Regions from separate parts of the Mus musculus genome. Here regions 2, 3, 4, 5 and 6 are each linked to region 1. The links are chromatin contacts, called in public HiCAR-type, HiChIP or PLAC-seq and promoter capture Hi-C maps. All regions are on one chromosome and are shown on one strand. The core of a region is the stretch at or near the end of the contact, and the rest is flanking DNA. Distances in the headings are between cores, read along the strand shown. Region 1 holds the start of Pdp2 (pyruvate dehyrogenase phosphatase catalytic subunit 2). Region 2 holds the start of Atp6v0d1 (ATPase, H+ transporting, lysosomal V0 subunit D1). Region 3 holds the start of Zdhhc1 (zinc finger, DHHC domain containing 1). Region 4 holds the start of Tmem208 (transmembrane protein 208). Region 5 holds the start of Exoc3l (exocyst complex component 3-like). Region 6 has its middle 17 kb from the start of Cbfb.

Region 1 (4,001 bases), core at 508-3,007:
CTACCCCATGAATTCCAGTCATGTAGCTGCTGACTAGCGGCTGTCCTGAGTCCAGGCCTGTACCTGGTATACATTATATATATTACATTAATATATTATATATAAATATCATCAATATTATCTCGATATGGTGTTTTTGAAGCCCCACTGACTCTAGCTACTTAGCATACTGTGTCTCACCGGCAATACGTGGTTAGGTTTTGTTTTATTATTGTTGTTTTATTCATCACTGGGGACTGAACACAAGGTCTCTTCTATTTGATCTACCACTGAGCTACATCCCCAGCCCTCTTTCACACTTAGCCTTGAACTTTAGATCCTCCTGCCTCAGATTCCAGGGTAGCTAGAATTAGCCATCAGTTGCTGGTCTCACAGAATTCCTGTGTAATTTGTATTGGTCATTGTTGTTTTGTTTTGAGACAAGGTCTTACTTTGTCACCCTGGCCAGCATGAAATTCACTGTGTAGGTCAAGCTGTCCTCAAAATCAGAGATCTGCCTGCTCTGACGTTCTCAATACCTCATGAGATTAAAAGTGTGTGCACCATGTCAAGATTTCACAACGTTCTGTAAAGACTTAATAAAATACGACACTTCTGAGCCGTCACAGTGCTATCACGCCTTTAATTCCAGAATTCCGGAAGCAAAGGTGAAGAGGCAAGCTGATCTGTGAGTTCAAAGCCAGCCTGATCTACATTGCAGACTGTTACTTTGCTTGACAAAGTAAGCCCATGGGAATGGGGGGGGGGGGTTGAAACTGGGAGTGTGGGTGCACGCCTTTAATCCCAGCACTTAGAAGGAAAAGGCAGGCAGAATTTGAGACCAGGTACACAGAGAAACTGTCTCAAAAATCAACAAAAGGAGGGAGCCACTATTTTTGTCCTTGGGATACATTCTGTACAGATTTTTATATCATTGGGCCAACTACTGTGAACATGATTTCCTATTAAAGGCAATGTTTTCAGTGATAGTACTATTTATGGTTTTTGGCATAAACATTCACAACTACTGGTGACTTGGAGCTTGTTTCCACTAACCTGGTACCAAATTACATGGCATTTGCAGTCACCTTTCCCTTACTTATTTCCAAAACCAGTAGGTCAAAGGGTATAAACGCACTGTCAAACCGATTTCCCAAAGCCAATACCCATCCCGCTGAACTTGGGACAGATGAGGTCGGACAGGGGCAGATGGCCTCAGACGCCCCTTGACCCTGCAGAAAGGACAGGCAGCTGTGCGCAATGAAAACCATTCGCCTCCAATGGGACAGAAAGAATTTAGCACCCCTAAAGAAACCAAGTCTCTTGATTTCTTGGCTGGACCGCAAGGCTCTAAGAAATCCCAGCCCCCGTTTAGTGGCTGAGCCTTGGCTTTCCAAGGTGTAAGAATCCAGTTGCGACGTCCAGCTCACCGGTGCTCCAGTACTAAGGAAGCTGGTGCAGAGAACCGGCTAAGCAGTCGTCTCCTCCACCAGTGCGCGGGCCCACGTGGCGCGTGCGCGCGAGTGGGGTGACCATGACCAGGGGCCAGCTCGTCCCGCCCTCTCACCTCATCCCCCTCTCCGCCCCATCACCTGAGGTACCCGTAAACTAGGCTAGGGAAGGCGTCCGCACCCCGAATCGTCCCCTTCCTTACCTCGTATCCTCGTCCTCTCCTCCCCAGCTGGCGCCGCTGGCACTCGGCGGATCCTCTCGGCTCACTCTGGTCCTGAGCACAGTTCCGCGGTTGCTGCGACTGGGTTTTACTTCCCTGGAGAGGCCCCCAGTCGAGGAACCAGCACCAAAAGAAATATCCCTCCCGCCATTCCTGATTGGCTTATCCTTGGAGGCGGGCCCTTGACGGACATTGAGATTACCCAATGGATGAGGAGGGCAAAAGGAAGGCAGAGGGGCGGGGCCGGGAGGGGCCACCCTGCACTCTACCCCCTGGGGTTACCCGTGGCTTTTGTGCAGCCGCTGCGCCAGTAGGTCGTCACGTGGGGCTCTTCCCCAAGCTTCCCTTATCACCACACCCTGCAAAGCCAGAACCAAGAGACCTCTCCAGTTCTTTACAGTTCATTCTCACATAGATTCCTCCCGGGTTTTGTTCCGTTCCCTCCAAGCCTCTCTCCAAAGTGCCACATCTTTATTATCTTTGGACACCTATCTTGAAGGCTTTATGGACACTCTAGGTTCTACTTGCCCTGACCTTATCTTCCAGTCAAACCTGCTTTTCTTCCTAAACCAGCAATGGCTTCGCCGGCCCCAGAAGACCCAAGTCCAAACACCAGGGTCAATTTGATGCTTCCCTTACTGTCACACACTTTAATCCTGTCATTCCCACCTCCTAAGTCCCTTCCCACCCATCCATTTGCCAATGCCAGACTCCAAAGCCTTTAAGGCCCCCTACTTCCAAATTACACTTAGTCCCAACCGATTTTCCTTCCTTTACAAACAGCTAGAAGGAACCTTCTAATACTCACATTTCTGATCTAAAGAGTTCATTGGCTCCTTACTAACCACCATTTTGAATTCTCAATTACATTGGCCTCTTAGCGACAAGTGATGTTAGCCGCACCTTTACTTGTTGGTAGCTTGGGAGAGCCAGAACCAGAGAGGTCCAGAGCTTTCCCTCCTTGCCTTCTGGTCCTAACAATAGCTGAGTCTGGTCTTCACCTTATAATGTGTGAGTCAGTAGAGTCCTTTCTTGAAGTCAAAGAGAGATAAGAGATAGCAGAAAGGTCTGAGAGTGCTGTCTCTGGAAAGAAAGGCAAGCTGGTTTACCCAAAGTCACGTCTGAGGTAAAAGTGTTCCTGCTGTATTTCTGTGATGTGTCCCCTTACTGGGCCTCAGGCCTCTCAAGGAGGTGGTTGCTTGGGAGTGTTTTGTTTTATTTGTGTTTTTGAGGTAGCATCTCACTAGGTAGCCCTAGCTGGTCTAGAACTAGCTATGTAGAACCGGCTGGTCTCCAATGTACAAAGATCCACCTACTTCTGCCTCCCAAATTCTGGGATTAAAGGCGTTTGCTAAATCCCTGTTTTTGTTCTGGGTTTTGCTTTGGTTTTGTGATACTGAGGATTGAACCTAGAGCCTCCTGAATACTATCAAACACTATCATAGATAGATCTTCGTTACTCTACCCTGTCCCCCTCTCCCCTCCCATCCTACCCTACCCCTTCCCCTTTTTATGCCTTGAGACAGATTCTCACTAAGTTGTCAAAGTCAATCTTGAACTTATGTCCTCCTGCCTCAGCCTCAGAAGTAGCCCTGAGGGTGTTATATAGGTCTGCACCCTGTCTGGAAGTTGTAAATCAGAATTTGTACTAAGTTTCTTCTGGACACTGTGGGGTCTCTTTCAGGCCCATACTAAAAACCAAGTAAGTAAATGGGCAGGAGAGAACAAAGAGGCATGCTTTACTGTGCTGTACTTTTAGTTTGTTTTACAAATACTTTATCTGATTGCATAGAAGGTTATCCTTCAGAACAGGGACAGGAAGTCGCTGCTGCAGTTTGAAATGAATATAATCAACATTTCTCCCTTCCTTTTCCTCCCTCCAAACTCTCATACGCCTCCTTCTTCAAATTCATGGCCTCTTTTTTTCACTAAATGTTACTGCATGCCTCTGTGTGTGTGTGTGTGTGTGTGTGTGTGTGTGTGCGTGCGTGCGTGCGTGCATGCGCGTGCACATTCCTGAATATAATCTGCTCAGTTTGTATGTTACTTGTATGTATGTTTTCAGGACTGACCATTTGACACTAGACAACCAGTTAGTGTCAGGGGAAAACCACCTCTCCCGCTCCCAACTTCCCTCAGTTAACTGAGGCAAGAAGTTTTAGTTGTTCAGCCCACAAATATGATTGGTCCTGAGCTGACTCTTAGATACACACAGATGGCCCCCACCCCGAACATTCTTGAGAAAAGTTATGTCATCCTGCTAAGTCTGAAAACATAGAGTCTTCCTTTCTCTCTTTCTTTTTCTCCCTTTCTTTCTTTCTTCCTTTCTTTTTTCTTTCTTTCTTTTTTT
Region 2 (4,001 bases), core at 423-2,922, 970 kb before region 1:
ATTTTCCAGGGAGGCACCTCATGCCCTGGCTACAGGAAGCAGTCACGTGTGGACCCTTTATTAGGCACTGCCATATAAGCTCAGGGCACAAGAGACCAGGACATCCCTAGGCAAAGATCAGCAAGCAAAGGTAAGCACAAAGACTATACAGGAATTGGGACTTTCTGGGAGCATCTCTCTCAGCGCTGGTAGGGTACCCTAAGGATGAGGAGAGACTAAATGGGGGTTTTCCTGCTGAGCCAGGCCATGCTGACTGCAATGTTGCTGAGTTGTGTTCTGCTGTTGGCACTGCCTCCCACACTGGGGGTCCAGATGGGCGTGGCTCCACTGAAGGGCATCAGAAGGCCTGACCAGGCTCTGTTCCCAGAGTTCCCAGGTGAGTATGGTCAGGTTGGGGATATGTGGGGCAACGACCATTGCTGGCCACAGACCTGCCCGCCCAGGCTTAGACCTCCTTCCCCAATCCCAATCCCAACCTAGGGAGGTGGGTACTTGGTGCATGGTGGGTGTGGCCCTCACATCTTCTGCCCCAGGTCTAAGTCTGAATGGCCTCAAGAAGACAACTGCAGACCGAGCAGAAGAAGTTCTGCTGCAGAAGGCAGAAGCTTTGGCGGAGGTAACTCATTAGGGAAAGGGATAAAGTAGAAGGTAGGGCGCATCAGATACCATCATCTCTCCCCACTTCCGGATTACCCAACCTGGGCAGAACTGCAGCCCCTCCCTGACCTCAGTCCACTGCCACCCTACTGGGGTCGGGGTTTGAGAGTTTCCTGAACCTTATTCCCCTACGAATGCAGGTGCTAGATCCACAGAACCGCGAGTCTCGTTCTCCGCGTCGCTGTGTAAGGCTGCACGAGTCCTGCTTGGGACAGCAGGTACCTTGCTGCGACCCGTGCGCTACGTGCTACTGCCGCTTCTTCAATGCCTTTTGCTACTGCCGCAAGCTGGGTACGGCCACGAACCTCTGTAGTCGCACCTAGCCAATGGATGTTGTTTGGGCAAAGGCAGGGGATGAGAATAAAGGATGGGACGGTTTAACCTTAAAGCTGTGGTTATTTCAAACGTGGCTGTCGAAGGGTTGTCGGGGCGTCGTCATGCTGGAACCACACACACCATAACCTCGGGGTCTAAGCTACACCATCATCTGAACCACATATATGGGCGAGTTTAAGGCACCAGGCCCCTTGGGGAAATCAGAAGGCCACACCCCGGTCCTAGAGAACTAGTGCAACAAACGCCGGGAAAGCGGGCGCAGTGCGGCTTACCGGGTGTAAAGTCTAGTTGGAGGATAACCATTTGGCTCCGAAACTCTCCCCTCCTCTTCCTTGGACCTCGGTTTCTGTCTGGTAGGAGACAGCCTCGACAGCCTAAGGAATAGCACACCCGCTCAGCTTTACCCGGCTGGCCCTAATGAAGCCAGACAGAAGCGCCAAACCCAGGAAAACTCAACTTAGGGCCCACCTCGCATCCTGAGGGTATTAGCACCACCACGCGGTCGATTTCCATCATCGACCTTTCTTTGCTCTCCGCTAGGCGCTCCAGGGCCGCCTTTCCTTAGTGCGCAGGCGCCGGGAGGGCAGTTATAGCCGGTCGGGCACTCCAGAGTAACGCATGCGTGCCAGGGTGCCCGGAAACTGGAGCCATTTAAGAGCCAGGCCCTACTGCGGTCACGTGAGACGCGGTGCGTCACCTGACGCACTTGACAGCCCGCTGCGGCCGCCGCGTCAGCTGATCCGGGGAGTCTAGTTGCGTGCGGGCAGATCGGGGCTCTCTGGTCCCGCCGCCCCCCGCCTCCCCTGCCGCCTCCCACCCCCGCCGCAGCCATGTCGTTCTTCCCGGAGCTCTATTTCAACGTGGACAATGGCTACTTGGAGGGATTAGTGCGCGGCCTGAAGGCCGGGGTGCTCAGCCAGGCGGACTACCTCAACCTGGTGCAGTGCGAGACGCTCGAGGGTGAGCCGCGGGTCCGGGCTGTCTGAGGGGGGCCTCCCTGAGCCGGGAAGGGCACGCGAGGCCTCTGGGAACCCGCGAGCTGATTGATGGTGGGCATGTCAGGAAGGAGTCTGCCTCTAGCTGCGGCTCTGCGCGGGGGCCCAGACGTAAACAAGCCTTCAAGAACCGCAGTGGTTTACCTGGGCTCGGGTTGCCTCTAACCTCGTCGAGCTAGTCCTATAATTTAGAAGGACGGGTCCCCGAGGATTGGTTAGCCGGCGCGACGAGTGCGCCTCCAAGCTTCTTCCCCCTGGCCCAACCCTAGGCCTGTTGGGTGGCAGTGCCTAGGGAAGTTAGATGGAAAAGGCTTCTCTCCTCCCCCAAGGGCTTTAGAATCGTTGTGTCTTGGTGGTGTTGGTCTGAGGGTTGGGTCGTCCTGGGGAATTGCTAAGCCAGTTTAGCGAGAGGTTCCTCCCAGCTCTGAACCGCTGGCTGTGTAGAGTCTTCAAGACTGTTTGGAAAAGCAAGAGGTGGCTCTGTAAATCAGAAATTCACGTACAAGTATTTGGCCCCAACCTGCATTCACACCCCACCCCAGCACTGTTGGGGCACCAGTTTGTTTGTTTGTTTCTTTCTTTCTTTCTTGGTTTTTCGAGACAGGGTTTCTCTGTGTAGCCCTGGCTGTCTTGGAACTCACTCTGTAGACCAAGCTGGCCTCAAACTCAGAAATTCACCTGCCAAGTGCTGGGATTAAAGGCGCACACCACCACGCCCGGCAGGGCACCAGTTTCTTACACAAGAGTGACAGAAAGCTAAGTTCCTCTTTCTTTCTTTTCCTTTTTTTTTTTTTTAAGATTTATTTATTGTTATATGTAAGTACACTGTACCTGTCTTCAGATACACCAGAAGAGGGCATCAGATCTCTTTACGGATGGTTGTGAGCCACCATGTAGTTGCTGGGATTTGAACTCAGGACCTTCAGAAGAGCAATCGGTTCTCTTAACCGTTGAGCCATCTCGCCAGCCCCCAAGTTCCTCTTTCTTAACACATAAATCTAAAGCAACAGTTTCCAACTTGTGGGTCACCATCCCTTTGACGGTCATAAGGGTCACCTAAGACCATTGAAAACCACAAATATTTATGGTTAACAACAGTAGCAAAATTACAGTTGTGAAGCAGCAATGAAAATAATTTTTATAGTTGGGGGTCACCACAACATAAGGTGTTTTAAAGGGTTGCAGCTTTAGGAAGGTTGAGAACCACTGATCTAAAGTTAGATGGCTCAACTGTAGCAGATGTACTAAGCTAGAGATGTCCCTAATTCTAGACCCTCCACGCACATGGTAGTAAAGGACAGAGACATGAGTTCCCATCTCTGAGTCCTAAAGGATTCCTTTGAAGAAAGGGGCTTGTAGCTGGAAGAGGCTGGGTGATTCACCCAATGTAGAAACTTCTTATCAAATACTTCTGATGTTAAGTTGGGCTCATACAGTTAATGTTTACCTTGAAAACTAGTCCCGTCAAGTGAAAAATAATGTTAAAATAGGAAACTTACTAAAGTTAAAGAGCAGTAGTAGATTTTATGATTTTTATGTTAACCTGCAAGAAAAAATTGTTCACCTTTATCATATGAGTGGAAGCAAGGAAGGAGAGGTTCAAGATGTTGGGCTGTGGGAGCCAGCCCCAAAGGTTTAGATGTGACTGTGGGAAGAGGAGAAGTAGGCTGCCTGGCTGCCTGGGGCGGGGCTTAACACTGTGCTTGGCACTCAGTGTGAGCTCTGTGGATCAACTGGGACTTGGGAGATTTTTTTTTTCCTGTTACAAGGAATTTAGTGTTTAGTTTTGTTCTTTGAGGAAGCTCCTTACTTGGATAAATCTAGGGGTGGACACTGTTGCCTTTTCTGGCTTCTGGCATTTCTTACTCCAGCTGCTGCCAGTTCCACTGTTGAATTTCTGGGTGCTTGTGTTTCTGTCTTCCCAGCAGACACCCCATCATTGGCAATAGTCACACTAGGGTATTCTTCCTGATGAACTGTTTAGCAGTGGGCCTCCTTGTGGAACACCATCCA
Region 3 (4,001 bases), core at 827-3,326, 910 kb before region 1:
TCTGTCCCCTAGAAGTTCCAGAAGGGGCCCCCAGAGTTCTAACTAGAAAATCTCTGTAGCCTGGGGCAGTAGCAGAGAGGAATCCTGACAGGAGAGTGTGGTGTGTGTGTGTGTGTGTGTGTGTGTGTGTGTGTGTGTGTGTGTGTGTTTCTAAGTCCTTTGGAGTAATCTGGGACGAGAGAGTCTAGTGGAGGAGACCTATATTGAATTTGAAGATGGGAGCTTCTAAAAGGAATTATGCTTGATTTAAGGGCAATAAAGAATTTAGATCTTTTGGGGCTGGAGCAATGGCTCAGTGGTCAGCAGCCTGTATTTCTTTTGTAGAGGACTTGTGTTTGGCTCCCAGCACCCAGCACAATCACCTGTAATTCCAGCTCCAACAGGCCCTGACATCTTTGGCTCCATGGAGTACAGACACAAACACATATAATAAATAGTAATAATAATAATTGTCTTTTTCCAGACAGAATCTAACTACATAGCCCTGAGTGGCTTGAAACTCACTATATAGACCAGGTTGGACTTAAACTCACAGAGATCCTCTTGCTTCTGCCTCCAGAGTGCTGGGATCAAAGGCATGAGCTGTCATTCCTGGCCCCCAAACAAGTCTTTTTATTTTAATTTTTTAAAATGTGCATTGGTGGGCTGGTGAGATGGCTCAGTGGGTAAGAGCACCCGACTGCTCTTCCGAAGGTCAGGAGTTCAAATCCCAGCAACCACATGGTGGCTCACAACCATCTGTAACAAGATCTGACTCCCTCTTCTGGAGTGTCTGAAGACAGCTACAGTGTACTTACATATAATAAATAAATAAATCTTTAAAAAAAAAATGTGCATTGGTGTTTTGCCTGCATGTGTGTCTGTGTGAGAGTGTCAGATCTTGGAGTTACAGACAGTTGTGAGCTGTCATACATGTGCTAGGGTTTGAACCTGGGTCCTTTGGAAGAGTGCTTAGTGCTCTTAACTGCTGAGCCATCTCTCTGACTCCCCCTGACCCACAAATAAATCTTTTTCTAAAGGTTTGTTTATTTATTTTATATATATGAGTGATATATATATATCACTAGGAGAGGGAATCACATCCCATTATAAATGGTTATGAACACCCCACCCCACCCCCTATGCAGTTGCTGGGAATTGAACTCAGGACCTCTGGAGGAACAGCCATTACTCTTAACCTATGATCCATCTCTTCAGCTCCCCTCAAATAAATCTTTTCTTAAAAAAAGCATGTGGTGGCACATGCTTCAATTCTAACACTCTGGAGCCTGAGGCAGGCAGATCTGTGAGTTTGAGGCCAGCCTGGTTTACATAGTGAGTTTCAGGTCAGCCAGGGCTACTACTCTGTCTCAATCCCCATCACACCCCTAAACAAAAACAATAAAACCCCCCAAAACAAAAAACAAAACATTTGAAGAAAAAAATTAGACATTTTGTGTTATCAATACTAAATTCTTATACTTCACACCTTACATTGTAGTTGCTCACATTTTCAGTTGGGTAAGGCATTTGTTTAGGTCTGTCTCCTTCAACCTGTTATTTCCTTCAAGGGCAGGAATCCCTGAGTGCTCCTCATGATGTGCCTGGCACTTAACACATACTTTGAGAGTGCAGCAGCCATATCTTTACTAGAATTCCAGCAAATTTGGGAGGCAAAGGTGGGAGAATCGCAAATTTGAGGCCAGCATGTGACCCTGTTTCTAATACACACATGCACACGTGCGCGCACATGTACACACACTCACACACAATTTAAAATAAAAGAAAATGAGCAAAAACCCTAGATTAGTTGGGGTCTTCCCAAGAGTGATTTAGAGGAGAAACTAGATACATGACACGTTTTGAGGAGAGTAGGATTCTTGGAAGACAAATTGTAGATGGGAGGTGGAAGAGAGTGTATTTTCCCTGTGAAAGGTTATGGGGGAAAATGAGAGTGGGCATGCTTTAGAGTCAGGGGGCACTTGGCAAACTCCGCCCAGAGCCACGATGCTCCTGCGAAGTGACGCAGCGCGGTTTGGCCGCTGTGGGGCGCCGTAGTTCGCGCTGTTGCCAGGGGAACGGGCCCCGCGCCGGGCAAGGCCCAGCCTGCCTTGGCCTGGCACGGCTGCACTGCCAGCGGGTCCTTGCTAAGGCGGAAGGACTCTGAGGCCCAACCTCCGTCCGGGATGGAGCCGCGCTCCGGGACGCGTCTCCTCCGTGTCCGGGGGACCGACTTTGCCCGGACGGTCTGAAGTGCGGCCGCCCTGGGGAGGGTGGACGGGCAGGGCGGGGCCGAGCCGCTGGCTGACCTTGGCAGGCCGCATCTGGCGCGGCTGCCACCACGCGCAGGTGAGGAGCGGCTGCAGCGTTTCTCACCTCCGAGCTTGGCCTGAGCCACCGGCCCGCGCTGCGCCGGTGCCTGGCGGGACTCTGGGCCTGTCTCGGCCTGCTGCTGGGTTTCGCCGACCCAGTGGAGCGCGGGACTTCCTTTTATCATTAATCAGGGCCATAGATCCGCACTGAGCGCCCACCGATCGCCAGGCAATGTGCCATGCGTCGGGCCTCCGAGCCTTCAGCCTTCGCAACCCACAGAGAATTAAGTGATGGGTTGGGGAAACAGGCGCCAGACACGTGACTAGAGTAATTTCAGGTCTCATTAAGGGTTCGGGTGGGCCCTAAAGGTGATGCTTAAACACGGAGGCTGGGAAGGAGCCGGAATTGCGACTAGGGGAAGGGTGTTTCTGAAAGAGGGAAAAGCGAACAAAAAAGTCCAGGTAGCAGAGCATTAGTATAGTATGGGACGGAAATGCTAGGGTAGTTCCTAAAGTGAGGGTTTTCAACTTTTATCCCAGAACGTGAAGGGAGTCCCTGAAGCGTTTAATGAGTTTCAAATTTTCAAAAGGGCTTTATCCTCTCTGTCTGCTGAGCAGAAATCATTTGAAGATTACCATAGTGCAGCGAGTGTAGCCGAGCCTCCTGGAACCCACAAATCTCTCCCGGTCCTCATCTGTGCATACGGAGTGTTGTTGTCATGTTCTCGTGTCACGTGTCATGAGACAAAGTAACAGGGGATCGTGGAGGTGGGGTGGATGGGGGAGGCCACATATGAGACCAAGGACTAGAGATCTGTGGGAACAGTTTGAAATCATAGGGCTACCTCAGAGTATTGAATTAAGTGAATTTCTGTGTAAGCGCTTCAAGCAGCGCCTGGCGTAGAATAAGTGCCTTCTAAGTGGCAGCAACGGCTGTTATTATGGAAACAGCATAAGGGCTCAGTGATCTTAGGGTAGCAGAGCTGGTAAGAAGTGGGTGGCTTCACTTCCTTTACCAAGGGCGAGCTAGGTTAGATGAGGGTGGTCACTCCTTTTGTGGAGCTGATGTTTTGGTTGTGGGAGACCAGCTGTATACAGATAATCACCAGGAGATGTAATAAAAGCAGCTGTGGTGTTTAATTAGCCTAGATTTTTCTCCCCCTATTGTTTTTCTTACTTTGTTCTGTCACCCTTTGTTCTTAATGACTTTTCTTGGTGGGTGTTCCCCGAGGCTGGCTCCTACAATCACCAGTTGATTTCCTGGTTAGAAGTCAGCAACCCTTGCCTCCTTCCCTTGATTTGGTTTCTGGTCCCTGCTGCCCTCTGTTACTCTTCCTGGACTTGTATCCCAGTGTTTGTGGTGGCTGCTGCGGAGGAGAACAATATGGAAATGTTTGCGCAGCATGTCAACTCAGGAACCATTTCAAGTTTCTCTTGCCATAGCAACTGACTTCAGCATATTGTTTATGAGAGAGAGAGAGTAAAGGCCCAGCCGCATTATCTGAGACCAAAGACCAGAGAGGCCTTTGAGAACAGCTTTAAGCTCTAGCTTATTTTCTGGAAGTGATGTGATATGTATCCCTCAGTTGAACCGTAGCTACTTAGACTGTTTAAGAACACAGATTTTCCTGGCACCTGTGGGGAGTTTTAATAAACACTGTACTTGCCCTAGAAGTCTTTTATAAGTGACTCTCTGCACTTAAACCAATG
Region 4 (4,001 bases), core at 678-3,177, 730 kb before region 1:
AATGTCACAGGCTGGCACCACTGACCATTCATGCACGGGCGCGCGCGTGCACACTCCTTTCCCAGGATACTTACCCAGGCCCAGAATGAGGCAGAGGAATAGAAGAAGACCAAGGTTACAAGGCAGTAGATGGCCTGCAAGCACACAAACACGATCAGGTTAGGGCTGAAGGCCAGCCCCCCACCCCGCAAATTATGGGCTTTCCTCAACTCTGACCGAGAACTGGGCCAGACTAGGAGGAAGAAACCTGGTGGTGGAAGACCTCTGCTTTCTGAGTCAGATAGCGCTTAGACTCATATCTGTCCAGGAAGAGTAGCCTTAGTATAACATGTATAAGCTTGGTATGGCCTCAGTATAACAAATCTCAGCTGGGACTTTTTATTTATTTATTGTTGTTTTGCTTTGTTTCCCCTTCATTTCTTCATGTTTTGCTTCTATGTCTAGTTCATATTTCTTCTGTGCCTGGCTACTTTTTTTTTTTAAATGGTTTAAAATTAAAATACATTTTACATGTATGAGTGTTTTTGCCTGCAATGTATCTATGTGCACCATGTGCCTGACGCTGTGCCTGGTACCATAGAGGTCACAAGAGGGCATTGGATCCACTCAATGAGAAGGTTTCGAGCTACCATGTGGTGCCCCTGGAGTGGAACCGAGGTCCTCTGTAAGAGCGACAAGTGCTCTGACCACTCAGTCCCTGGATACTTTGGGGGGAGGAGGGCAGTGTTTGCTGGCGATGCTGGCAGAGCCTAGCCAAGGGCTCCACCACGGCGCTACACCTGCTCTCACTCTCTCGAATGAGACTTCAGTCTTTCTGTGGGGCTCTGGTTACCACTCAACACTCTGACCTCAGTCTTCCAAATAGCTAGAAATACAGTTATATGCCACTATGGCCAGCTTCACTTATTAACCCCATCACCCCTTTTTATTTTTATTTTTAATTTTTTTTTTTGAGATAGGATTTCTTTGTTACTCAAAGCTAACTTCAAACCGCCCATCTTTCTGCCTGAGCCTCCCTGGTGCAGGGATTACAGGCTGGTGTCTGCCTGGCTTCATTTCTTTACAACGTTCTCTTTTGGAGCCTTGGCTGTCATTTGCCAGCGCTCCTAATCAGATAGGAATGAGAGGGCAGAGAAAGCACAAGGCAAGCAACTTACGTTGGCTCCCAGTATGATCCGAAGGTAAAACTTGAGAGTTTCTTTGTTCTCTTCAAATATCTGTTTCTTCCCTCTGGTACCCACTTTTCCTTTGGGCTGCGGAGGGTTGGTGAGATGCTGTCAGAGCTGTTTTGCCTCAGTCCTCCTCACTCCCTGTACCAGCCTGGTTACCTGCAGCTTTATCTACCCCGCAGCCAAGTCCTTAGCGTGCTTTGTCAACCCTAGCAATCCCTGAGATACCGACCACTCCTCTAGTCCATCTTCCTAATATAGTTAGGACACCGACTTTACTGTACCCCCAGTTATGATCGCCTAATGCTCACCCCAAAACAATTCAAATTACGTTAGTATCTTCTTTGGCTTTCCTCGTAAGGTTCAGCTTTGGGTTGAGATCCTCTCCGGGAAAACTCCAGCGGAACTTAATGGCGTCCCTCTGGGGTAGTGGTTTAGATCTGGAACTGGCAACTACCCTCGCCCGCGCCCGCCCTAGCCTCCAACACTAGTCCTGGTGTAGTCCTGCACGGCCACTCTCCCCGCATCCCGTTCGGTCTAGCACAGTCCATTGGGTGGCGCCCCTCTCTGGCCCAGTGCCTTATGCCTTCGAGCCCTTCTGTTTTTACTTTCCCAACATCGGGAAAGCTTTGCCGGTGCAGACCACGCCTTGTCCCTTACCGCCATGGTGCGCAGCAGACACCCAGCCACTGAAACAAGGGCGAGTAACTGGAACTGCAGTCAGTAGACACCACATCGGCAGCACATGCACTTCCGGTAAAGAGCGCAATCGTTCGCTCCTGGGCGGAAGTGGATTTCATTTCCTTCCGAAGCCCCGCCCCCTGAGTCGGTGGGACTACACTTCCCAGAAAACCTTGCGTGGGGGCGGAGACGGCAGAACTGCGATGGCGGACTCGCTGCCTCTGGAGGTGAGAGGAAGCGAGCGGTCCTTCAGGCCTTGGTCGGGGACAGGCCCCGCCTTCGGGGTCCCGAGCTTTGGGGAAAGGCTATCTGACAGCTCGCCCGGCACCTCCCGCCAGGCGGAAACGAGCCGCCCGGCGGATCCCACGACCTGAAAACTCTGGGTAACGGTCCTCTTTGGGGCCACTTCGACCCCTTCGGTTGGGATACCATTCCCTCTTTACCCATTGGCCCCAGAAGATGGCTGCTCTGTCACCTCAATGAGGACGGACTCACTGCCCATCCCTTTCCCTTGAGATGGCCGTTCCCTCCCCCTCAGTTCTAGAAGATGTCCGCTCCACCGTCCCTGAAGGGTAATCAATTTTATCCCCATTGGCCCCTTGGAATGGTCGTTCCATTTCCTCCACCCCTCCCCCACCGTCCTCGCAGTTGGAAATAGACTGCTCCCGCCCCCTAGTTCTGGGGACCATACCCAATGTCCTTAATGTAAGACAAGCCTGCTCCTCATTCTAGACCCCTAGTGATGGCTGCCCCTGTATTATTCAACCCCATGGGGTGTTTGTTCCTTTAGCCAGGGGCAAGGAGATACAGATGCAGGCTTTGTGTCTTGCACCTTTTTTGAAATGGCTTCTCTATCCATTTTGCCCTGAGGGTTGGCAACCCCCTCTCGTTGCCCTAGGAAGTCAGGCCTTTTCCCTTGAGTCGTGACATCCTATTCCCTTTTGGCCCCAGAAGGTATCTATTCATCCCTGTAAACCCCATGGGTTACCAGTAGTAGTAATCTTTTGGGGTGCTCTCATGGGATGACCACTCCACCCCTATCTCTACTCCTCTAGTGCTAGAAAGGCATTTCTCAGGATAATGAATTATGTATGATCCTTTCCATTAAGACATGTTGTCCTTTAGCATGGCTCCCAGGGTTGATCATTCAGAAGATAGGTCAGCCACTCTCTTAGTCCAGTCTTCCCTCTTAGCCCCCTAGGGATGGGGGCTTAGTCATCCCAGTCCCATCCATACTCTTCCTCATGTCTCTCCTCTCTGGTCCTAGTCATTTTCCTCTGAATAGTAATCTCCTTTATCCCCCACCCCTTCCCTGAGCAAACCTTTGGTGAAAGTAGAGGCAAAGGACTATCTTTAGTCCAGTAAATACTGGGTGAGTACTGCGTATGTACTTAGCATCTGAGAAGAAAGGAGAAAACACAGCGGGGCTAGTGAAGTCACTGTAGAAGGACTTTGCAGAAAGAGCCCCACATACGGGAAAAGAGATGCTGTGTTGGTAGTGAGGATGGGCTGGGGGTGTTCTGGGAGCAGCAGGCCCAACCAGGCATGGAGGTCTGGACTGTGAGATTAGTGGTGAACCCAGGTTTTTCACGAGGGGCACTGAAACTGGACTATATATGGATTAGCAAGGCTGAACATAGAAGGAAACTGTAAAAGGAATCTAGCTCCATTGGATAAAATTTGGAGCTATTAATATGGTGATGTTGCAAAGGTAGAAATGCTGCTAACAGCCATCCAGTCCCTGAAGAACTGATCTAGGTGGTTTTAAAATGCCTTCACATCTTCATATACTTCAGACACGGAAGCTGAGAGAAGTCACATGCCTCTAATGGTTACTCTCTTGGGTAACTTTCTCCAGTAGAGCTGGGATCGGGGAAGTCTGGGTTAGCCTTGTCTAAACCGTCAGCTTTGTGAGTAGAGAATAGAAGAACATGAGCCCAAATGTCACTAGGGACCTCAGATTGAGAGTGCAGTTGGCATTAAAGTCCAAGTGTCACTAGGGACCTCAGATTGGGAGAGCAGTCGGCATTAAAGGGTAAAATTGGACTGAGGGCAAAAACCACTTAATGACATTAAGGTTGATAACTATTTGAGTAGAGGACCCCAAAGACAATTGTACTAGACTAATGCTTGGTTAATAGGACAACGTAA
Region 5 (4,001 bases), core at 850-3,349, 700 kb before region 1:
TGGAATGGGAGGTAGTCTTATGTCCCAACCCTGGCGTTCCTTCCAATCACTCCGCGAGTGTGTCGGGAAGAGTCTTGGCTTAGCTGTGTTCTGATGCTCGGCTCCCTGTCCTAGTCGCCAAGGGCCACGAGGGCCTGCACCTGCAGCCGGGACCCAGACAGAGCTGAGGCTTAATGGCTTCGGTGAATGGAAACAACCTCCCGCCTCTCTCATCAGGGTGAGAAAGCACACGGATGGCGGCCGGAGGACTCAGTGGGGCCGCCCCGCTGGCTTCCCGCTCCCGGTCCAGGCCTGGTGCCCCCATCTCCCCAGTCGCCCCCTCGGCCCGGAGCGCACCAGCTTGAGGTCAAGCACGCCGTCCTTGGCTTCCTGCAAGAGCGACACGAACTTGGTGGTGAGAAGTCCCAGACTCTTCTCGTGCCGGCTTGGAGTCCCCGGGGGCGGCGGCGCCTGTGGCCCGGCCTCCGCCATCGCGCCCGCCCGCCGCCTCCCCTCAGCCAGGCCAGGCGAGGCCGGCGGCGGCGCCACTTCCGCTTCCGTTCCTAGTCGCCGGGCCACCGGAGCTATCAAGGCTGCTTCCGCTTCCGTCTCGCGCCTTCCCAGGGTATCTGGTGCAACTCCCGTCTGCTGATCCGGACGCAAAACTCCGGGGGACCGTCGGCAAATGTATCATTAGCAAAGGAAACCAAAACAACTCCTTAGGGCAGCTAGGAAACCTGAAAAAATTGTATGGTAGGAAATGGAAGAAGTTAGTGAGCAGTACCGGCAGTTGAGAAGCGAGAACCACCCGACTCTTCCTTGCTAAGCTGCTTCTAGACTACTAACTGCCTGAACATTCCATCCAGGGAAGGGAAGCCATAAGCCACAAGCTTAGCCTATTTGCTTAAAACTTATTCTAAAGGCTTCCCTGATGTTCAGAGATAATTCCTGCTGTTCCTGTTACTTCCTGCCAAAACAGCAAGCACTAACAATAAATAGCTTGCATACTTCTATCTCTTATTTCGTTCCAGCATCATTTTTCGCTGGCCTCCATGCTACATACAGTTCACAGTGGCCAGGAGTCTTATTTCCAACCACTACTTAGTCCATGCAAAGGTGTTTGCCTGCGTGTGAATATAAGCAAAGCCTTTAAGGCATTTTCTGACACATGGGAAGAACTGTGTGTTTGCAAGTCTCATTTATTTTTGCAGTTTTTAAAGGTTTATATTATTATTATCATCATCATCATTATTATTATTGTGTGTGTATGTGTTTATGTTTGTCCACATGTGTGCAGGTGCTCAAGGAGGTTTAGAAGAGGGTGTCAGATCTCTGGGAGCTAGAGTTAACAGGCAGTTATTATTAGCTGCCGTGTAGGTGCTGGGAACTGAAGCCCTGTCCTCTGCAAGAGGAGCAAGTGCTCTGAGCCTCTGAGCCATCTTACCAGCTTGCAAGTCTTATTTATTTTTAACAGTGTTATCACTTATGGTTATGTCTTTATGACGGTCAGTCCCTCTAGGACACAAATTGCCTTCCCCAAATTGATTGATGATTCACACTTGTGAGAAAGCAGACTTCGGAAGCTCTAGTTATAATGGAGCCTGAAGTTGGGGTAGTCTTCCTGAGGTCTTAGCTGTCAACCCTTCTGACAGTAGGAAGTGAGGGTCTATTATGATGGGTGGATTTGGGTGGTGCTCCATTATATCTAGTGTCCTCCCTAGCTCCCCATCACTTACAGGAACAATGTAGCTTTTTGGATCCCTAACTGCCATCTCTCACTATTCTTTTGCCTCACCACATGTGATCTTTCCCCTACCAAGGCATATACCATCTGTGGTTCTCAGACTCGACTGCGGTTTGCTGAGGCTCTACCACATAGGGGGTCATCCTTCAAACCAGCTTGAGGCCAAATCAGCTTTAAATATGCATATGTGTTTCCGGAGTATTTAGAAGTCTAAGGTGGGCTGATCAAGACTTGGTGCTCACCGGGGGAGTCCACAGCTGCCCCCACCCAACAGGAAATGGCGCCCAGCGCTCCCCACCTCAATGCAGATGCTTTTCCTGTTGGGAATAAAGTGCCAGAGACTCAACTTCCTTCCTTTCTGCTTTGAAGGAGGGGCCTTGGGGGAGAAGTAGGGGTTTCTGGGCCGTGAAGTGGGAGAGAGGCTTCCTTGGGGAGAGGAATTTGGCTGCTGGTGCCAAAGGAGCTGGAGTCCCTCCGGTCCCGTGAGCAGTGAGGGTGTGCCCAGCTCTGCAGGAGCGAGAAGGCTACTCTCAAGGCCAAGGCCACTTGCAGAGGAGGGAGAACTGGACACCGGTCAGATCTGGTAAGTTCTGTACCAAACTATCCTGGGCGTTACAGAGCAGGAAAGGGGACTTACAGTTTTGCCTATTTGCATAGTCCAAGCCAGAGGACTGAGGCCTCCCAGGTATCCCCTTCTTACTTCCTGAAGGGGGTAGGCAAGGACCCTGCTCCTCTTTCTCAGCGGAGCCCAAGGAACATCCGCTCTGCCTGATCTCCTCCAGGCACTCGCTCCCACTCCTACCACATCGGCAGCAGCTCTAGGCAAACTATGGACAGCAAGATACAGCCCACACTTCGTCCTGGTATGAGCCTCGTTGGCTGGGCTTGGGGAAGGATGATGTCAAGACAAATGGGAATTAGTGGGGTTGGGTTTTCCCGTCAGGTCTAGCTAGAGCTCTATAGGATTGCCAAGAGTGGGGCTGTCCCGAGGAAACAGAAGAGCAGCAGGTGCGTTAGCCACAGGCCCTCCCTGACTGACACAACCAACCCCAGGATCTTCCTGCCCAAGGCCTGAGTGGCCAGAGCAGGAGAGGGCCGAACAGCTGGCTCGGGGTGCAGCACTCAAGTGGGCTTCAGGCATCTTCTACCGGCCAGAGCAGCTGACCAGGCTGGGCCAGTACCGAAGCCGTGAAATACAGCGTAACTATTCCCTGGAAGCAAGAATTAAGGTGGGTGAGGAGCAGGAGTGTTAGACTGGGCTGGAGGGCTGGCCAGGCCTTAGGAGCGGCTACCTCTCTCCACAGTCAGTGGTGCAGTCCTACCTGGAAGGTGTGCAGACTGGTGTGTGGCAGCTGACCCGAGCCCTCGAGGCTGTGCAGGGAACTCGTGAAGCTTTGAGCCAGGCCCATCACTTACTAAAGGGTTTGTCTCGGACCTCACAAACCCTGGAACCCCTGAGGGAATGTGTTGTCCAGCACAAACAACTTCAGATCCTGACTCGGTTGTTGCCAAGGCTACAAGCAGGTGAGTGGGGGCGGGGAAAGCGGAGGTGGAGAGCCCTGGACTTTAGCTTCTAAGAATCCACAAATCCCATTCTGATCAGCAGCTGGGGCACTAGGAAAGGGATTACATGGAGAGAGACACCAGGGACATCCCAGAGAATAATCCCAGCTTCAAAGAGTGTGAGAAATAGGCGCAGTCGCCTCATCCTGGGCTTCTCAGGCTTGGGATGTTAAAGTCAGCACGGGAATTCCATGAAGTGGCTATAGCCACAGTAGTTTACTTACTGAAAGAACGTTGGCTGTAGCTCTGGTAGAGCATGTGTTTAGTATGTGCAAGGCCCTAAATTCAATCTCAGGCATCACCCCAAATAACACATATATACAAAGTACAATACATACCTGCATCCATACATATATACATCAATGTACACACACATACATAACAATACATATGTAGTTATGTTTGTAAGTATTTCATAACAAGATTGGCAAATAGCAACCAGCATGGCCTTCCATTTATTTTGTCTGCCTGTAACATTTTTTTAAGATTTATTTATTTTTTATTTATACGAGCACACTGCAGCTGTCTTCAGATACACTAGAAAAGTGCATCGGATCCCATTACAGATGGCTGTGAGCCATCATGTGGTTGCTAGGGATTGAACTCAGGACCTCTGGCAGAACAGTCAGTGCTCTTAACGACGGGGCCATCTCTCCAGCCCTGTAACATTGTTTTTAAAGATTACTGTAAGTGAGTGTTTGAGTGCCTGGTACAT
Region 6 (4,001 bases), core at 1,065-3,564, 560 kb before region 1:
CCTTGGGTCAGCTCTCTCCTATTCCAGTTCTTCTACATACTTATGCAACCTCCAAGATCTTTCTGGAAAGTAACTATGCCTAGGACGTGTTCCTGTTATGGTCGGTCCCCAGTGCTTCAGAGCAGGGTCTATGCTTCCTGCAAACTTACGGACCTGGTATGCCAGCTGAGCCACACTGCTGGAAATGAACAAGCCTGACTCAAGACCTCTGATCCTGCTGCCCCCCTCTGATCGACAGAGCTCCCCTCTTCTCTCGTGTCTGGTCTTTCTACCTTTTCTTACTAGTCCTTTTAAATGCTCCTTCTGAAAGCCCTTCTAGACTCCCCGGCCCCACCCAAGTTTGGTGTTTTCCTCTGTGGTCCCATAACCGTCCAGCCTACGCATTCTAGCATCCTCTACACCCAGACTCTGTTAGTGGCCATCCAGGCTAAGAGTCTGCTCACCTGCTGCTACCTTCTTAGCGCCTAGGCACTATTCTCTGCCAGGTTGGGTTGTTCTTATTCTCTATCAGTCTACCTATGTGCCTGTGTGTTTACCAACCTCAGTCTCTTTCCTTTGATGAAAGGAAACTCAATGACTTTCTTGGCCAGTCATTCCGTTGTCCTTTTATCTGCCTCTGTTTTTTTCCCTCATTTCCCACCCTTTAATTTGCTCTTGCTCTATGAAGTACCCTAGGCAGTCTCATTGCCACCATGTGTCTTCATTAATCCATCTCCATTGCCAGTCAGTTTCCCAGAGGCATGGATTCCTTTTGACACAGTTAATGGCACTGGCACACAGAAAGAGGTGCCCCAACTCTTTAAGTGATCCTCTCTTCCCCAACAGTCCGGACCCGCCCGGCTTGAGAGAGATCACTTGCGGAAAGAGCAAGGCAGGCACTCACTCCTTCCCTGACTGAGGCCAATCTGAGAGGAGTGTGGGCATAGAAAAGACCACTGCGGCCAGGCCTCAGCCCCTCCTGCCCAGGCCCTTGTAGAACCTATAGGGAAAGAGAAGTGCTGCCCAGCATTCTCTCCAGCTAACCCACCTTTCCTCCTGAATCCTTTCCCACTCTTTCTTTGAGGACTTTCAGCTCCTACCATTGTATGTCCTAGGCATTGGCTCCATCATTATAGGGCTCCAGTGTGTCCAACAGCAGTTGCAAAGGTCATGTTAGAAGGACCCTGATGTGTTTGGCGCTCCATACCAGCCGCCACTGCTCCTTTTCCCAGCTCCTCTTTACCTGGTGCTTCCTTGCATCTCAGGGCTTTTTACTAGGTTAGGGTCTAAGCTAAAACTCCTGGAACCTGCAGACCCCTGGAGGCAAAGTCTGATCCCAAATTCCAATATATATAATTTAATATATGCTTTAAAATACATATGAATATATTCAAATATATATTTATACAATATACAATGTATAAAATATATATTTTAAGATAATATATTAATACTTTACATATGTTATATAATATAATGTATATAAATACATACAAATATATTTAATTTTTATTTTTTAAAGATTTAATTTATTTATTATATGTAAGTGCACTGTAGCTGTCTTCAGACACACCAGAAGAGGGCATCAGATCTCATTACAGACGGTTGTGAGCCACTATGTGGCTGCTGGGATTTGAACTCAGGACCTTCGGGACAGCAGTCAGTGCTCTTAACTGCTGGGCCATTCTTTAGCCCTATTATATATATGTGATATATATATATATATACACCACACACACACAAATGTATATATACGTATACGTATATATATTCAGGGCAAAGGACCTAGGGAAGGAAGTCTATACATTCATTTAGTAGTGTTGAAGACCTTGATTGAGCTCCTTTCTGCCTTCTTTACTGCAGGAAGAGCAAGAACAAGAACGTACTGTGGGTTTTCAAAGCCTGGTTCTGCCATGGTCACCATCAGGGAACTGATTTGCACACTGCTAACCCAGACCCAGAGAAATGATGAGGGTCCTGAAAAAGCTAGAATACACCAGGTGTCTCAGTGGCAATTCTAGGACTGTGGTTGTATGGTCCCAGTGTTCTAGCTGCTGCAGGATGAATTGATGACTGGCTCCAAGGCACAAGAGGTGGGAGGCTAAGGAGTCCTCCCAGTGGCGTCCAACCCTCTTGCTCTGCCACCAGTCAGCCGCTGTTAAGTTCCAGGCCCAGGCGCCCTGGAGTCCGCTCTGGCTCTGGACAGTAGCCAGCGACCGGATCCATCACTGCAGTTGGCATGAGGCCAGATGGCTGGTCCCTCGGAGCTCCCAGGCAGCTGGCACTGTCGGTGTGCCGTGAAGGCTAAGATCCGCTCCTGATTGCCGGAGCCTGATGCGAGAGGAGGAGTCAGTTGCGGTGCTGCGGGGCCAGCGGTCAGCGGGACTGGTGGAACACTAATTGGTCCTTTCCCAGCCTGCTTGGCTGTTAATTGCTCCTTTGAGTGTAAAGGTGTCGGAGAAAAAGGGGGCGCTGCCTCCAGAGCCGGAAGCCAGAAGCCAGGCTCCAGCCCCAAGTTGGGCTTTGGAAATGCCTTCGAGCGGAGGCGGTGGCTTGTATCTGTAAAGGGTTCACCACCCCTCCGGGGTTGGCCAGCAAAGGTAAAGAGACAAGAGAACGTAGGCAGAGTGTGCGGTGTGGGAAGGGGCTGGTGGAAGACTGCACCTTCTTGGAGGGATGAGGAGAGTAAGGAGCCAGCTATCCACCTGGCTCCCTTCCAGGTTGCCCATTGGTATTCTATGCTGGAACCCCAGGGGAGGTCGAAGGTCCTAGAGTTTCCCGGAGCCTTTATTATTCTGTCAGCCACAGCCAGGTTGGAGTCTGAGCTCTTATTTATGCGCTCAGCGGTACTTCCTCTAATTTGGAGGATAAACACCCTTCTTTAGGCCTAGGTGAACAGGCCTACAGAGGAATATTGAAAGAGAAAATAAAGTTGCGAGTAGAGACTCAGGTGTGCAATCCCGCACCTTGGAGGCCGGATTGTTAAGAGTTCAAGGCCAGACCCAGCGCTCTCATATTGGATTACAATATGAGACCCTATGTGAAGAACAGGATAAATAATAGGTGCTGGAGAGGTGGCTCAATGCTTAAGGGCACGTTTTTTCTCTTGCAGAGGACGCAGGTTTAATCCCCAGCACCCACATGGTGGCTGCAAACATCTGTAATTGCAGTTTCAGTGATCCGATGCCCTCTTCTGAAGTCACACATGCTGCATACACATGCAGGCAAACACTCATATACATAAAAATTTAAATACATAAACCTTTAAAAAATAGAATAAATTAAAAAAAAATTAAAGCTCAGAGAAGGCAGGCAGGCTTCATTCAAGGTCACAGAAATAAATATAGGACTTTTGCAATGGGATTTTACAGCGGGAGAAGGGAGAAATTAGGCTCAAATTCCAATATAACATAGGTTAAGTGGAAATTTATAGTTAACAGCAGTGTGGTGAGCGGGTGAAAAAATATTAACAAGAAGTATTAGAGGTTCTGGCTAAAGGTATCTAACAATTCTTCAAAACAATGTACATTTATTTTGTGTGTGTGTGAGTGTCTTGCCTGCATGTGTCTGTGCGCTCCTTGGTTCTTGCAGAGGCCAGAAGAGGGCGTGCTGAAGGAACTGGAAGCAGAGATGGGTGTGCTGGAAATCAACCTTAGGGTCTTCTGGCTTGGCAGCCAGTGCTTTTAAATGCTGAATCATCTCTTCAGCCCGATTATCTAAAAAGTTTGGCTGAGGACAGGTCCAGGTGCTCAGACATCTCCTGGAGGATGTGTAGGATGAGGGGCCTCCATTAGTTATGAGCTATTGAGTCGGGGGTGGGGGTGGAAGTGGGGGTGGGGTGTGGATCCTCTGGTTAAATTGACTTGGCAGGGCTCTTGCTAAAAATGGACCTAGTTGAAACAAATGCAGAACCTTCAAGTGTCTGGCCTCCCTGAGAAAGCACAGGGGAGTCTGAACTGAGTCAATGAAATTACTTTCTTAGAGGATGTATCAGTCTACTTTCTGTTACAGTGGAGTGTTAC

Evidence for each region. Promoter capture Hi-C pulls out the DNA fragments that hold promoters and counts their contacts. HiCAR-type assays count read pairs that join an accessible place to other places. HiChIP or PLAC-seq counts read pairs in DNA pulled down with a chosen protein or histone mark.
Region 2: a contact with region 1 is called in a promoter capture Hi-C map of stem cell-derived epiblast-like cells, with 4 times the contacts expected there. The contact joins the promoter of Atp6v0d1 here to the promoter of Pdp2 in region 1. A contact is called at or near these places in 2 of 39 promoter capture datasets (pre-B cells and stem cell-derived epiblast-like cells).
Region 3: a contact with region 1 is called in an H3K27ac HiChIP or PLAC-seq map of embryonic stem cells, with 6 times the contacts expected there. The contact joins the promoter of Zdhhc1 here to the promoter of Pdp2 in region 1. A contact is called at or near these places in 1 of 39 promoter capture datasets (pre-B cells) and 1 of 115 datasets of contacts at active chromatin or transcription factors (embryonic stem cells).
Region 4: a promoter capture Hi-C map of pre-B cells shows a contact between it and region 1. The contact joins the promoter of Tmem208 here to the promoter of Pdp2 in region 1. A contact is called at or near these places in 13 of 39 promoter capture datasets (the 3T3-L1 cell line, the C10 cell line, the HPC-7 cell line and 8 more), 5 of 115 datasets of contacts at active chromatin or transcription factors (cardiomyocytes, embryonic forebrain, embryonic stem cells and 2 more) and 1 of 9 other capture datasets (embryonic stem cells).
Region 5: a promoter capture Hi-C map of embryonic stem cells shows a contact between it and region 1, with 9 times the contacts expected there. The contact joins the promoter of Exoc3l here to the promoter of Pdp2 in region 1. A contact is called at or near these places in 26 of 39 promoter capture datasets (the 3T3-L1 cell line, 3T3-L1-derived adipocytes, the C10 cell line and 15 more), 2 of 15 datasets of contacts at CTCF or cohesin (the NIH/3T3 cell line and embryonic stem cells), 9 of 484 Hi-C or Micro-C datasets (B cells, the G1E-ER4 cell line, the N1E-115 cell line and 5 more), 18 of 115 datasets of contacts at active chromatin or transcription factors (T-cell acute lymphoblastic leukemia, bone marrow-derived macrophages, craniofacial prominence and 8 more) and 3 of 9 other capture datasets (adipose tissue, embryonic stem cells and liver).
Region 6: a HiCAR-type map of astrocytes shows a contact between it and region 1, with 3 times the contacts expected there. The contact joins the enhancer-like site here to the promoter of Pdp2 in region 1. A contact is called at or near these places in 10 of 39 promoter capture datasets (the 3T3-L1 cell line, the C10 cell line, the SN4741 cell line and 5 more), 1 of 484 Hi-C or Micro-C datasets (cardiomyocytes), 8 of 115 datasets of contacts at active chromatin or transcription factors (the 230-238 cell line, astrocytes, bone marrow-derived macrophages and 4 more) and 1 of 9 other capture datasets (embryonic stem cells).

The regions. Positions count from the first base shown.
Region 1 is chr8:104,589,228-104,593,228 of GRCm38.p6, reverse strand. Pdp2 (pyruvate dehyrogenase phosphatase catalytic subunit 2) reads right to left here and starts at 1,757. Exons shown (of 2, transcript NM_001024606.2): 1 at 1,634-1,757.
Region 2 is chr8:105,563,735-105,567,735 of GRCm38.p6, reverse strand. It overlaps Atp6v0d1 (ATPase, H+ transporting, lysosomal V0 subunit D1), which reads left to right and starts at 1,672. Exons shown (of 8, transcript NM_013477.4): 1 at 1,672-1,953. The coding sequence starts at 1,824. Agrp (agouti related neuropeptide) reads left to right here. Exons shown (of 5, transcript NM_001271806.1): 2 at 10-130; 3 at 244-376; 4 at 534-616; 5 at 798-1,041. The coding sequence starts at 247. The coding sequence ends at 980. It overlaps Gm38250 (predicted gene, 38250), which reads right to left and starts at 1,556. Exons shown (of 4, transcript NR_168532.1): 1 at 1,462-1,556; 2 at 1,266-1,367.
Region 3 is chr8:105,495,137-105,499,137 of GRCm38.p6, reverse strand. Zdhhc1 (zinc finger, DHHC domain containing 1) reads left to right here and starts at 2,076. Exons shown (of 14, transcript NM_175160.5): 1 at 2,076-2,328.
Region 4 is chr8:105,324,303-105,328,303 of GRCm38.p6, reverse strand. Tmem208 (transmembrane protein 208) reads right to left here and starts at 1,927. Exons shown (of 6, transcript NM_025486.3): 1 at 1,830-1,927; 2 at 1,158-1,253; 3 at 75-134. The coding sequence starts at 1,835. Lrrc29 (leucine rich repeat containing 29) reads left to right here and starts at 2,036. Exons shown (of 7, transcript NM_001368408.1): 1 at 2,036-2,077. The coding sequence starts at 2,054.
Region 5 is chr8:105,294,211-105,298,211 of GRCm38.p6, reverse strand. It overlaps Exoc3l (exocyst complex component 3-like), which reads left to right and starts at 2,099. Exons shown (of 14, transcript NM_177788.5): 1 at 2,099-2,306; 2 at 2,506-2,586; 3 at 2,777-2,952; 4 at 3,028-3,247. The coding sequence starts at 2,553. It overlaps E2f4 (E2F transcription factor 4), which reads right to left and starts at 549. Exons shown (of 10, transcript NM_148952.1): 1 at 337-549. The coding sequence starts at 471.
Region 6 is chr8:105,151,429-105,155,429 of GRCm38.p6, reverse strand. No RefSeq gene overlaps it. Among named protein-coding and RNA genes, the nearest start is that of Cbfb, 17 kb to the left of the region's middle. Within about 2 kb of position 2,314, at least 112 of the 459 cell types and tissues checked have an H3K27ac peak or open chromatin away from gene starts, as enhancers often do. A contact at or near this core is called in astrocytes and liver, where this site is marked.